Linked DNA regions of Mus musculus: regions 1 and 2 are each linked to region 3. Evidence: chromatin contacts called from public ChIA-PET and HiChIP or PLAC-seq data. All regions are on one chromosome and are shown on one strand. Each heading gives the region's core, a stretch centred on a gene start, on an enhancer-like site or on the middle of the called end of the contact. The rest is flanking DNA. Distances are from core to core; before and after follow the strand shown. Region 1 has its middle 81 kb from the start of Gm35280. Region 2 overlaps Ezh2 (enhancer of zeste 2 polycomb repressive complex 2 subunit). Region 3 holds the start of Cul1 (cullin 1).

Region 1 (4,295 bases), core at 856-3,355, 120 kb after region 3:
TACTATCCCCACACCACTTTAGTTATACCAGCAACCACCACTACCTGCTCAGGATAACAGCTGCCTTCGGCTTCATTGTCAGTCCTTCATTGCTGTAACGTGGTTTTTCCTTCCTTGTATATCAGTTTTGCTTGGGGGTTTATTCTAGGTTAACTTTTAAATTTTGGGGGAGAGATGGCTTAGTGTTTAAGAGCACTGACTATTCTTCCAAAGGCCCTGAGTTCAATTCCCAGCAACCACATGGTGGCTCACAACCATCTGTAATGAGATCTGACTCCCTCTTCTGGAGTGTCTGAAGATAGCTACAGTGTAATCCTATAATAAATAATTTAATCTTTTTAAAAAAATTCTAAAAAAAAAAAGTTTAAATTTTAGTTAGTTTTCTTTGAACACTCCATCAAATCTGCACAAATCCTATTACCATTCCCTTGCAGAAACTGTAGTTAGTCAGACAGTGTTTCCATGCAGAGAGGAGATATTCTCTCCCAACCCCCTCCATGTCCTTCCTGATCCACTCTATGGTTCTCTGGGTGATGAAATGCTCTTCTCTTTATTGCTTTTCTGTAGACATCCCTTCTGTGTTTTTTCTTGGCCCTCTGTTGTATATTTTCTAGGAACTTCCAATAAAATCTAGACAAACATATAGTCTGAAGAGTATGTATATTAAGCGAAACTTTGCATCTCATTGATGGTATGGGTGGATATGGAATTTGAAAATCCTTTTCACCCCACCTTCAAGCCATTTTTCTTCTTTCTCAGTATTCCTGTTTTCATGTGGGAAGTTCTATTTTCCTGTGGATGCCCAGGCCAGTGTGGTGGAACCTTTGTTTCCTATGTTGGTAAACTTTAAAGGATCTGTTCTGTTTCTTTATGTATACACGGCATGTAGTACCTTATTCGTTTATTTTGTTTATTTTTATTTGTTGTTCTGAGCATGTGGGTTTTCAAGCAGCAATGCCTTTCTGGTAAATTTGCCTTTTTTTAAAAATTGTTTTTATGTGTCTGTGTCTGTGTGTGAGTATGTGAATGTGGCATGTGGTGCAGGAACCCACAGAGGCCAGAGAACACTGGATCTCTTGGAGTTACCCTGACATGAATGCTGGGAACCCAGGCCAAAGGATATGGAAGAAGGAAACTTCTGCCCTCACTCTTGCTAGTGAACTCATCTCTGCTACTGCTAAGGCATCCTTCACTGGTGTCAGAACCTGCTTCTTTGGGCATTCTAAAGAAGAGTGAAGGTAAACACCCCTCTAGGAACCCTCTAGGACTTCAGTACCAGATTGTAACTGCTAAGACGTCCCATGGACGGAACAATTACTGGCTTTTCCATAGGAAAGCAGCCATTGTTGGCCTATCCAGACTACAGTCAGCAAGTCAGTCTAATAAGTCCTACTCCATTAAACACTTTTAAATTTTTATTATTTTAAATTATGTGCTTGTCTGTGTGCATGTAGGTGCCTGAAGAGGACAGAGGTATCAGATAGATACTCCTGGAGCTGGAGTTACAGACAGTTGTGAACTGCCTGATGTGGGTGTTGGGATTTGAGCTCAGGTCTTCTGGAAGTATGTGCTCTTAACTAGTGAGCCATTGCCAGTCCAATAATCCCCATAAATTCTGTCAAGTCTTTTCCTTTAGAGGTCCCTAATATATAATGTTCCCACATGAAAAAAGCTTCAAAATGAGGAACTGTAACTTCATTTACTAGTTAAAAGTACACGCCTCAGGTAGCAACAGTAAACAACAAATCCCTTTGATATCACACACAGAATCCAGGGTCAGATCCACCCATGACCTTCACGTTTTTCTCTCATTTATCTTAAGTTCCTTATTAGTAGAGCTTCACAGTATCTTCTTCCAGCTTATTCCTCACCCTTTAAAAAAAACCATCAATGAATCGAATGAGTAACTGTTGGATTCCTACTGTATCTGGCAATAAGAAAGACACAGGGAATCAAAAAAAAAAAAAAATCTCCAAAATAAAAATGAAGGAAGAGTCAGAAAACCAGTTCAAGTATGTCAAGTGTGTCCTTCTAGGCCACAGCACTTCCTCACATACTGTTCTTTCTGCTTGGAATTCCTCTCTTATCTCATTTCTGGCATTTCTCTGGGGGAGTCTGAATCCTCTTTTAAAGCACAGATCAAAGCTTGGTGTGGTAGAGCTTATCAGTATTCCCAGGACTCAGCAAACTGAGATGTCAGGATGGAAAGTTCAAGGCCGACCACACACACACACACACACACACACACACACACACACACACACACACCACACGCAGGCACACATGCACGAATGTATGCACCAAGCACTTCCTCTGTGTCAAGGTCGAACTGGAATTGGATCGCCTTAGCTCTGAGGCCCCGTCATAGGCTTGTTCATAGTGACATGCTGATTAGCTGCTTTTGTGGTGTTTATGCAGTGGCAGCACAGCTTTGTCACCCACCTGTGCAGCCAGTGTCCTCCTGTGGCTACCTGGTGGTGGCATCATTGTCCTTGTGCAGCATGTGCCTTCCCTTGTGCCAGCTGCTGTGTATATTCTACTTGCAAGTCAGGGTGACATCCCCTTCACCTGTTGGCAGTTTCTGAGCCAGCTCAAGTTCTCAGCTGGCCTTCTTGGACAGATCCCCTCTCCCTGTGTTAGGTGGAGCAGACACCAGGATGAGACTCAACACGACGAGGTTTTATTAGTGAGAGGTGCCTGTGTGGGAGGGAGATGACTGAGGCTAGGGTGAGCTATTATACAAAGTCTACTCATAAGAAAAAGGGGACAGAAGCCCCGATGTGCTTGTTAGCTCATACCAACCCATGAAAGCTGCCGCTTAAATTTTTAGAAATTCTATAAATGGTTATTAAGCATAAATGTCATAAAAACTAAATCATATAAACTGGCAACACAACATGTTCATATAAAAAGACATTTCTTATTATTTTACAAACCTTATTGCTACACCTACATTCATTGTCACTGTTTGGTAGTGATACCGCATGGGAGCGGGGTTAGGACCCGTTTTTTTTTTTTTTTTTTTTTTTTCCTATTCTCTTCTTTTACTAGGTGTTGTTAGCTTGAAATCAATGGGGACGGGGCCATCTGTACCACAGAGATTGGGAGGCACCTTTGATAAGGGTATGATTTATTGTTTTGTTGATTGTCAGGCTGGAGGAAATGAGTCACTATGTGTGAGGGGATAGGGTGGGGGAGGGGAGGGAGAGGGGGTGGGGTATTGGGCTTTGAAGTTTACTAGCTTGGCCTCACTTCCTATCCACTCTTGCTTTCTGACAGTGTGACCCGCTGCCTCACGCTCCTGCTGACATGTTTTCCCCACCATAACGGGCTCTATACCCTTGGACCACAAAAAATAAACCCTTTCTTCCAAAAAACAAAACAAAACAAAACAAAACCTACAAAAACCCACTCAGGATTATTCTTCCAGTGTTTAAAAATCCTTACTGATTGAGCAAAGAATCCACTCACGTCATTGTCTAACAAGTTCTGATATGCAATCTTGTTTCATATTTGCCTTGTCCATTTACATAAACTGTTTTGTCACCAAGTATTCACATTGAAGCTATGCAAGGTCATGTCCCCAGGTGTGTGGACTGTCTGTCCTGCATGCTCTGCACACTGTGCTATTGTGTATACATATCCTTTGCACTTCTAAGCTAAGTTGCTCACACATCTGTGAGGCAGAGGTAGGCTGATAGAAGCACCTGAGGCTGCTGTTAGCCCATGATGGAGTCAGAGTCCACTAGTGAAGTAGCTTTGTGCCCCCAAAGAAAGGGCTTTAGAACACAGAATAAGTTTCCAGTAGGAGCTTTGGGCCAATCGTATTCCTTCTATGTATTCTTTTGAGAATTTCCTTTTTAAAGACTTAATTATATTTATTATTTTATGTGTATGAGTGTTTTGCCTGCATGTATGTATGTACACCACATGAAGGTCTGGTACCTGGAAAGGTCAGAAGAGGGCACCAGATACCCTGCAGCTAGAGTTGCAGACAGTTTCAAGCCACTTTGTGGTTGCTTGGAATAGAACCTGGAGCCTCTTCAAGAGCAATACGTACTCTTGACCACAAAGCCAACTCTCTGGCCCTGAGAATTCATATGCTGTATTTTGATGACATGCAGTTCCCCTTCCCAGCTCCTCTCAGATCCATTCCTCATTCCATACGTAGTCAACTTTGTATGCTTCTCTTTGTTTTGTTTTTAAACTCATTAATTCCAGTTACTGTTAGCTACATTCTCTTGGGTGTGTGGCCATCCACTAGCCCGTGTTCAACTTACTGGAAGCTATATCTT
Region 2 (3,847 bases), core at 988-3,487, 110 kb before region 3:
TGTAATATCAAAAATGGAAGCAGTTTACAATCTGGAATAGATTTATTCCTAGTTTATTCCCTAGGTTTCATTAAATACTTGCGTGAAGATGTTAGGCCCATTCTTGTTTTTATTTCTGACCCTCTTGTGAGAGACACTTTTTCTCAAGAGTGTCCCCTTCAGTCTTCTTCCTCTGCCCTTCAAACTGGTTATGAAACCATGTTTGCTGTTGAGCTTCCTCAATACATGCTGCTTAACTCATTCCTTTTTTTTTCCTTCTTGCTTCACCAAAAAGCGGTCTTGAATTTAAGTATGTATATTGCCCTTACCATAAGGCCTAGCTAATTAAAAACTTGGATTTTGTTCCCTTTCTTTCCTTAAGTCCTGAGGAAAAAGTAAGGTAGTCTCGGAAGTAGTCTTCAGCTTCCCTTTGAGGTTGATGACAGCTGATGTCTCCTCCTCACTCTCCCCTGGGCTGATGCTTCCCTGAGTTGACAGTAGCTGATGCCTTTCACTCACAGTCTCTTCCCGGGCTATGGCTTTCTGTTTCTTCTTTGTTCTCATATGGAGAAATAGGAAATAGGAGTATGTTTGAAAATAATGACAGTTCATGGTGTCTCAGTGTGAACTAACTGAATGAGCCAGTGAGTATTCAAGAATGTATGATCACACCACCCAGGAGCTGGTGTGATATAACTCCCGTGGACTTTTTTGAAGCTGGGTTTAACTGCCTTCATGCTAAGGATCATTCAGAGGTGGGGTGGCTGTTACTATTGTCCTTTGGGATGTCCTGCCTAAAATGGGGAATATTTACCTCATAAGGTAGTAGAGAATTTTAAAGTCAACTTTGGTAAAGTCTCTAACATGGTGCTTGGCACATAGTAGGGTGTGTTAATTTTTCTCCCTTCCCTGCAGGCCACTCACCTGCTCTCCCTGTACGATTTTCCATAGCACAGTTTTTACTTGGAACCAGTCTTCTGCCAAGAGTCTCAGTTTGGTTGTGTACTCCTACAACTACTACTTTTGACTTGGCTTCCTCTCCAGCCACACAGTCGCCTGTTGTACCAGCTGGGTGGTGTGAGTCCCCAGCCTCAGAGGAAGCTTGTTACTTTCCAGTCAGCTGTGTTTCTCTGACAGTGTGCCGTCCTTGGTAACTTGGTTTTCTTTACCACTGTTAAATTATCTGTGATCCTGAAATTGGAATTAGAATTAGAAATTTAAGTTGCTAAAGTAGGCCACCTAGAGGTATAACTGAGCGGGCAAAAATGCTCTGGTGAGGTCAACAACAGCTTTTGCACTGTTTTGAGCAATATGAGTATTTAAAGAGTTGAGAGCGAAACACGTTCAAAGGAAGTAAAGTTGCTAAGTAACTGGGAGTTTTGTATAATTTTCTGTAAGTCAACACATAGCATTCCCAACTTGTTTTACCTGCATTGGCTGTGGCATTTCAGTATCATTTCACAAGTGAGGACGGTATGGTTGTAGCATGGCTAGAGACTGTGTGGGGTAGGATCCAGAGGTGCTGCAGAGAGCTCAGCTTCATTCTCCACATAGGTGTCCTCAGCTCGGAAGGAACTGAACTTTCTGCCACAAACATAGTCTGTTGACACCATAAACATATGTTTTAAGACACTGCTGAATATTGTTTTGAGGTAGAAAGGTAAAAATCCTACCTTTCACCTCAGATGCTCTTCCCCTTACAGAGCTTGCGTTTCATCCCTTGTTGACTTGTGGATGACTCAGAACTTTGAAGTGGTGGATATCAGAAATGGGGTGGAGATATTAGACTGGGGGTGTCATTTGTGCTATAGCCCGTGACTTCCTGTTTTCTGTGCTTCTGTGAGTTTCCAGCTTTCATTTAGTATATATTGATTCTGCAAATCAGTCATCCCCTTAGCTAGTGGTTGAAAAGAATATTTTCTGTCTGACTTACACATGACCTTGGATTCATATACTAACACAGGTAAGTCAGGGCTGGAGAACCAGTCTGTCCCTCTAAGCTATAAAGACAGCTTCTATGTAGAATTAATTTATTCCCACCAAATATAAAACAAAAGTTAATAACTTTTTTAAGAAATGAAAATTGTTTTATATTTAAGATTATTGGATAATATGTGATGCTTTATTGAGTAATTAAAATCATTTCATACTTAAATTTACCTAGTCAGGTTGAAGGAAAGGAAAATGTGCTAGGGATAGAGTAAGAGGAGAGTTGTTGGTGATAACCCTGTGACCTTACTGGGTGTGGTCACATTCCACATAGCAGATACTATAAGGCTCTATAGTGACTCTTCCCTGTGAGCTTCTGAGAGCAAGAACTAAAGCACAGTAAACTGAGGAAGTTCTTGGATGTTACAATTAGACTTAGTTTTTAGTCCTGCCTTCTAAGTTAACTATCTTCCTAGGAAGATTTAATTTCTGGCCTCCAGTCCCATTTGTGGATTGTGATGTTAAAGTTATGTCATAAGGTGATAACAAGAACTACTTATGATTATGAATATAAGCAGTTACTTAGCATGGTGATTGAAACACAGCATGTAATCAATAAATGTTGGTTCCTGTAGTTATTGGACTAGCAAATGGAGGGATGAGGATCTGTGAGTGAAGCCAGTTAGTAGGAAAGAGAACATTAATAAGCCATTCACACCTTATTTACTTGACTTTGAGCTTTTGGTATTGTTATTTTTCCTTTGCCTTGTTGGAAAACACCTAAGTAGACATCACTATCTTTGTTCTTTGGAACAACTTTGTCTGTCACTTTCACTTCTGTTAGGAAGGAGTCATCTTTGTGTGCAGTGTGCACTGTGATGGTCAGAGTACCCGAGCAGCTATGTAGAACTGAAGGCTTATAGTATCTGCTATGTGGAATGTGACCACACATGAGGGACACATGAGTACACATGTAGGCTTATGTGGCCTGTGTGCGAGTAATCTCACCTCATCCAGTCCCAGTCTTGCTGACTTGGAAACACCCTACATAAATCTCAGACACTGACTCTGTATATCGTGTGTACATATGTGACTGCCATGAGTTCAATTTATTTTGTTCTATTTTTATTAAAGATCATCAGTACATATCTGAGGTATTTTTGAGACAGCCATGGAGGCTTGACATTTGAGAATAGAACTCTTAAGAAAAGCTGGATTCCTCATCAGGATAGAAAGCAATGTGGTTATCAGGGCACGAATTTTTACCACATTAGAATCAAAGTTGCAAAAATGTTAACAATTTTTAACCAACATTTTTTTGTTTAAGTCACTGTGGTAAGAAGGCATTATGTCACAGTGTAATTAGCAGTTTTTTCCTCTGTGATACAGGAAGAATAGTGTGCCCTGAAGTCTGATAGAGTGCCTCAGTTGTGAGACAGAATTCCTGTGAGATTACAGTTGGGTAGTCTGTCTTGCCTTGGGCTAACAGTTTCAGGAAGGAGAGATTACAGGAGTGACCAAGGCTACAGCAATTTCCTCACTCAAGCCTCATAGCCCACAGCTACCTTTGCCCCCTGGCAGAGCCTGCAGTTTCTTCCTCTAGAGAGAAGCTGTTCCTCGATATATGCATTAATTAACACAGTTCTGTCTGTTGGTGGAGGTCAAATTCTGTCTCTTTTTGAGGCCCCAGAAATTTAGCATTAAATCATTATTATGATAAATAATACAAAATGAATTTTAAGGGAAAGAAGGTGTGTTATAGAGATGAAGTATCATGGCACTGGGTCAGAGCAGTGAGCAGAATCAGGCTTGCTGTGTATATTCCATGTATGATCTTGAGCAAACTCCTTGTCCTTTCTTTACTGTAGTTTTTTCATTGCAAAGTGGGGTAAGTGCCTTCAACTAGAGTCATAATAACTATGATAAAACATTTACTGTG
Region 3 (4,073 bases), core at 958-3,457:
CCTTAAATTAGAATGATTAATTTTAATTTTACAAACTGTTTAGATTTCCACAACTAAAGAAACCCTCAACCATTTTTTCCCTAGGATACAGTATGTAGTTATGCAGGTGGAAGGGGGACACAAGAAAAATAACAGTTTTCACTCTAGGGAAGCATGCAACATAATAGTAAACTTGCACTTTTAACAAGCTCAGCAGCAACAGTGACTATGTTTTCTGCAGCCAAAATGAAGGGGAGTAGTAAAACCCTAGGATTAGTCCAAAAAAGAAAAAAAAAATCATTCATGGTACCAGCAAGATCATGTTCTGTTATCTGAGGGTTACAAAGTAAAGGACTTAGTCTGTGTCTTCAATGATTTCATAGTCACATGTATGGGAAATAAGCCTGCACTGACAAAATTAATTAGCGCAAGAAGGTGGAGTTCCCTGAACAACAGAGTCTATGTAATATCTAAAGACACCTGGCCAAATTAGCTCAGACTTCAGATGTATGTGACATACTAGGAATTTGGGCCACACCTTCCAGGGCCTGACCATAAGACTCAGGAAAGATGTATCTTACAAACACCCTAGCCTATCTAAAATTGGTTGTCTTTTGGGCAAAACAGTTTTTTAAAGATGATGCCAACAGGGAGGAAAGAGAAAGGTTAGCATTTTTAGAAAGCACTTTGGTCTTTTCTCCCAGGCTTAAGGCTTAGTAAATGCTCCCCAAAACCTCCAAAAATGGGCAGAATAGAAGATAAAACAAGCCAGTGTTGTGTTGCATACTCAGAATTTAAAATGAGCTATAACTGTTTCAACTTACTATGGGAAGCAACAAATACAAGTTTTAAGTAAAAAGAGAAATCTTAAAGCCTTCTCAAACAAAGAAAGACCTCATATCCTTATTTTCCTCAACTACACTGGCTTCTTCAGAGTGTTAGGTTTAGGTCCTAAAAATTGAAGTAAAAGGAGCTTAGTTCCTCTTTTGTCACCCCAGTGCCTTTCTAAAACAGTAATCATTTATTCCATTCTTAGCTTTTGGCTGTTTTAATGCTACTCCAGCAAAGAGCAAGTACACACAGGGCAACTAAAAGCACTTGAACAACTTGACTGCATTTCGGCATGCGTGCCCGTCCCACAAACCCCCAACGACTGTGAACTAACCACAAGTATCAACAGTGACCTCTCAGAAAAGGGGAATCCTCCTTTTTTGGCATACCTAGCTCCCTTAACTTTGGGGCTTAGGCTCAAGGAATGAGAGTGCAAGTGTTCCTTGCTTTCTTAGTTATCTCCTGAGTAACAACACAGTGCACAGGTGACAGAAAGAGGGGGTTCTCAGGGCCACGCGGGATTTAAGAATAGAGGCCCGCAGAGTCTACAGCCCCCGACTCAGTCCTCCTGGCCCGGTGCCGGGTTACCTTTGGGGTCAGAGCGCGCGCTCCCGCCGGGACCGGGGACGCGCCGAGGCCGCCGCACAGGGAGGGCCCAGTTCGACTGAGGAGAGCTGGCGGACGCCCGGGGGCTCCGTTCCTTTGGAAAAGCACACCGCATCCCGGCGCGCCTTGCTCGGCCACGCTCCCAGAGAGAACGGAGCCCGGCACCACTGTTACCCAATAATCATGCCCCGCACCGTCGCAACAATGAGTGCCCCCGGATCCCCGAGAGCACGAGTCCCCCGGCCCTGAGCCACCCCGGCCAAGCGGAACCCCCAGGGCCGAGGGGAAGGGAGGGGTGGCGCGTGAGGCGCCGAGGTCGGCGCCACAGGCCGCGGTGAGTCCGGCTTTTTCCCAGTGCGTAGCCAGGGCCTGGCCCTGCGAGTCCCGGCCCAGGCCGAGCCTGGCCGGCCGGGTGACTCAGGCCGGGCCTGGCCGCTCCGCTCCGCCCTCGGCGTCCTACGCCCACGACTTCTCCGGCCCGGCCGCCATTCCGCCTAGCCGCGGCGCGGCGCCTCAGGCCTCGCCGGCAGCCCGGGCTCGGACGCCGCGGCCCGAGTCACTGCGACGCCGCGGCTCCGCCGTGGCCTGCGCTGCCTCCCGCCACCGCGGCCCGAGCCGCTACTCACCCGCATCTCCGGGCGCCCCCCGACGCTCGGGCGACGGCGTGTAGTGCTCGCGGGGCCCGCCGAGGTCTGGCCGCGTCCCTCAGCGCCCGGGCTGCCCCGCCTGGAGCTGCGTGCGACACGGCGCCCGCTCCTCCTCCTCCTCCCCTGCCCGCCTGCCGGCCCTCCTCCTCCCGCCGCCGCCGCCGCCGCCTGCACCACGCAACCTCCGCCCTCTCGCCGTCCCTCCGCCGCTCCCCGCCCTCCCGGCTTCACCGGCTCTGGCGACCGCGGGGCGAAGCCGTGGGGGAGGGAGGGCCGGAACGCACCGCCATCGGCGTCCGGGGCGGGGGAGCCAAGAAACCGTCGCCGCCATCGCCGGGCCTGCGGCGGCGCGGGAGGGGCACGGAAACGGCCCCCCCAGAGGCCCTGGTCACCCGCTTCGTGGCCAGGACCCGCTTCGCGCGGGCATTTCTACCTGCGAGCCATGGCCTCTGCTTCCCAAACGCCGAGCCGGGTCCTGCCGGACGAGCGGAATCCTCCGCCAGGTTTTCCCGCCGCCCTCGCGTCGGGGCGGCCTCTCGAGTGCCGGCTTCCCGCCACTTCGGACTTCTCGTGGAGACCGAGCCGAGGCTGGGGGCTCTGACCTCTGAAGACACTTCCGGAAGCGGCTGTGGGAGAGGGGCTTTGAGCTCCCCTGCCCCTCCCCTCCATGCACCTCCCGGGAGCTGACATGGGTCCCAACTGCACTGATCCTGGCTGGTGTCTCCTGTCCTGGAGTTGAACCAGAGGCAGTATCCCCAACCGTGAGATGAGAAAGTCAAATGGGCAGGCGGACTCAAGAGAAAAGTGCTACTGCTTCACCGACCCCCCTTTCTACCTGCAGGCCTTGGAGATCCTCCTGCGGAAACCTCCAGCTTGCCCACATACCCACGTGGATGTGTGTCTCCCTCTTTAATACTTTTCAGCAGTGGCCTCCCTTCCTTCTTGAGAGCCTTTTTTCACTTTCACTGTATATGGTTTAGTTAGGGAGAGTTGGGAGTTGCGATTCCAACCTGGGATGGCATGAAGTAGTATTCTTACATCTAGAATAATCTCACCCATTGGAAATCAGCTGCTGTCATCTTGTGCTTTGTAATATTCAATTGTAAATTTGGCAACACCCCTAGCCACAGGTGAGAGGCTGGAGAAAGAATGGATTTACCCCATACCTTGTTAGAGGCAGCTGTTTTAATATCCTAGCTTAGATCTGCCATTTAATTCTGTGAACTAGCAAGGGAAGATTTTCAGTTAGCTCATCATCTGGGCCAAAGATGTATTTGATGTAACTTCTGTAACTTTTCACCAAACTAGAACACCACAGAGATTCTTTCTAATGCACCATTTCGGGGCAGAAATCCTCAGCAGACCTGACAGGTCTCAAATCCACAACTTGAGTAACCCGTGCTTCCTCTCAAAAGAAAGTCCCACTGGTGTGTAGTCCAGCAGTTCTCATTCTGTGGATGGACACCCGTTGGACAAACTTCTATCTCCAAACACATTTACATTACGATTCATAGCAGCAAAATTACAGTTATGAAATAGCAACAAAAACCATTTTCTGATTGGGGGTCACCTGGTGAACTGTATTAAAGAGTCACAGCATTAGGAAGTTAAGAACTGCTGGTTTAGTGTCTTCTATCGAACTGTAGCTTTTTGTCAACATCTATTAAGTATTTTTTAGAAGTGTTGTTTCTGCATGTGTATACCAAATTATATTATCTTTACGTTTGTCTGGGGAAAAGGTTTTTAATTTGTTTTATGTCAAACACCTCAATAACTCATTCAAAAGAAACATGTTTTTAGTAACTTTTCTGTAGACATATGGTAAGGGTGGAGATAAATGTAAGGCTTGTTCCTTGTATATTTTGGCTTTCATTTTAAACTGGATTCCCATGTATTCATAGAAAACAGTTTACTTCCTCTCTATATTTCCTAATCTGTTGTCTTCAGTCTCACCAGTCTATATGGTCTCCTTTCCTGTGATTTTTCACCTCTGGATATGAGTTTGTATGT

What was found. ChIA-PET counts read pairs in DNA pulled down with a chosen protein or histone mark. HiChIP or PLAC-seq counts read pairs in DNA pulled down with a chosen protein or histone mark.
Region 1: a contact with region 3 is called in an H3K27ac HiChIP or PLAC-seq map of trophoblast stem cells, with 46 read pairs. The contact joins the enhancer-like site here to the promoter of Cul1 in region 3. A contact is called at or near these places in 8 of 39 promoter capture datasets (the 3T3-L1 cell line, 3T3-L1-derived adipocytes, Sertoli cells and 4 more), 18 of 484 Hi-C or Micro-C datasets (CD4 T cells, the G1E-ER4 cell line, the N1E-115 cell line and 14 more), 13 of 115 datasets of contacts at active chromatin or transcription factors (DN3 thymocytes, VIP interneurons, bone marrow-derived macrophages and 9 more) and 2 of 9 other capture datasets (liver and macrophages).
Region 2: a contact with region 3 is called in an RNA polymerase II ChIA-PET map of effector CD8 T cells, with 45 read pairs. The contact joins the enhancer-like site here to the promoter of Cul1 in region 3. A contact is called at or near these places in 7 of 39 promoter capture datasets (the 3T3-L1 cell line, 3T3-L1-derived adipocytes, the C10 cell line and 4 more), 1 of 15 datasets of contacts at CTCF or cohesin (the NIH/3T3 cell line), 8 of 115 datasets of contacts at active chromatin or transcription factors (bone marrow-derived macrophages, effector CD8 T cells, embryonic stem cells and 3 more) and 4 of 9 other capture datasets (adipose tissue, liver, macrophages and 1 more).

Annotation. Positions count from the first base shown.
Region 1 is chr6:47,336,236-47,340,530 of GRCm38.p6, reverse strand. No RefSeq gene overlaps it. Among named protein-coding and RNA genes, the nearest start is that of Gm35280, 81 kb to the right of the region's middle. Within about 2 kb of position 2,105, at least 24 of the 459 cell types and tissues checked have an H3K27ac peak or open chromatin away from gene starts, as enhancers often do. A contact at or near this core is called in the G1E-ER4 cell line, Sertoli cells, granulosa cells and 1 more, where this site is marked.
Region 2 is chr6:47,558,986-47,562,832 of GRCm38.p6, reverse strand. All of the region lies in intron 3 of Ezh2 (enhancer of zeste 2 polycomb repressive complex 2 subunit), which reads left to right. Among named protein-coding and RNA genes, the nearest start is that of Ezh2, 34 kb to the left of the region's middle. Within about 2 kb of position 2,237, at least 59 of the 459 cell types and tissues checked have an H3K27ac peak or open chromatin away from gene starts, as enhancers often do. A contact at or near this core is called in effector CD8 T cells, embryonic stem cells, extraembryonic endoderm stem cells and 2 more, where this site is marked.
Region 3 is chr6:47,452,453-47,456,525 of GRCm38.p6, reverse strand. Cul1 (cullin 1) reads right to left here and starts at 2,207. Exons shown (of 22, transcript NM_012042.4): 1 at 2,043-2,207.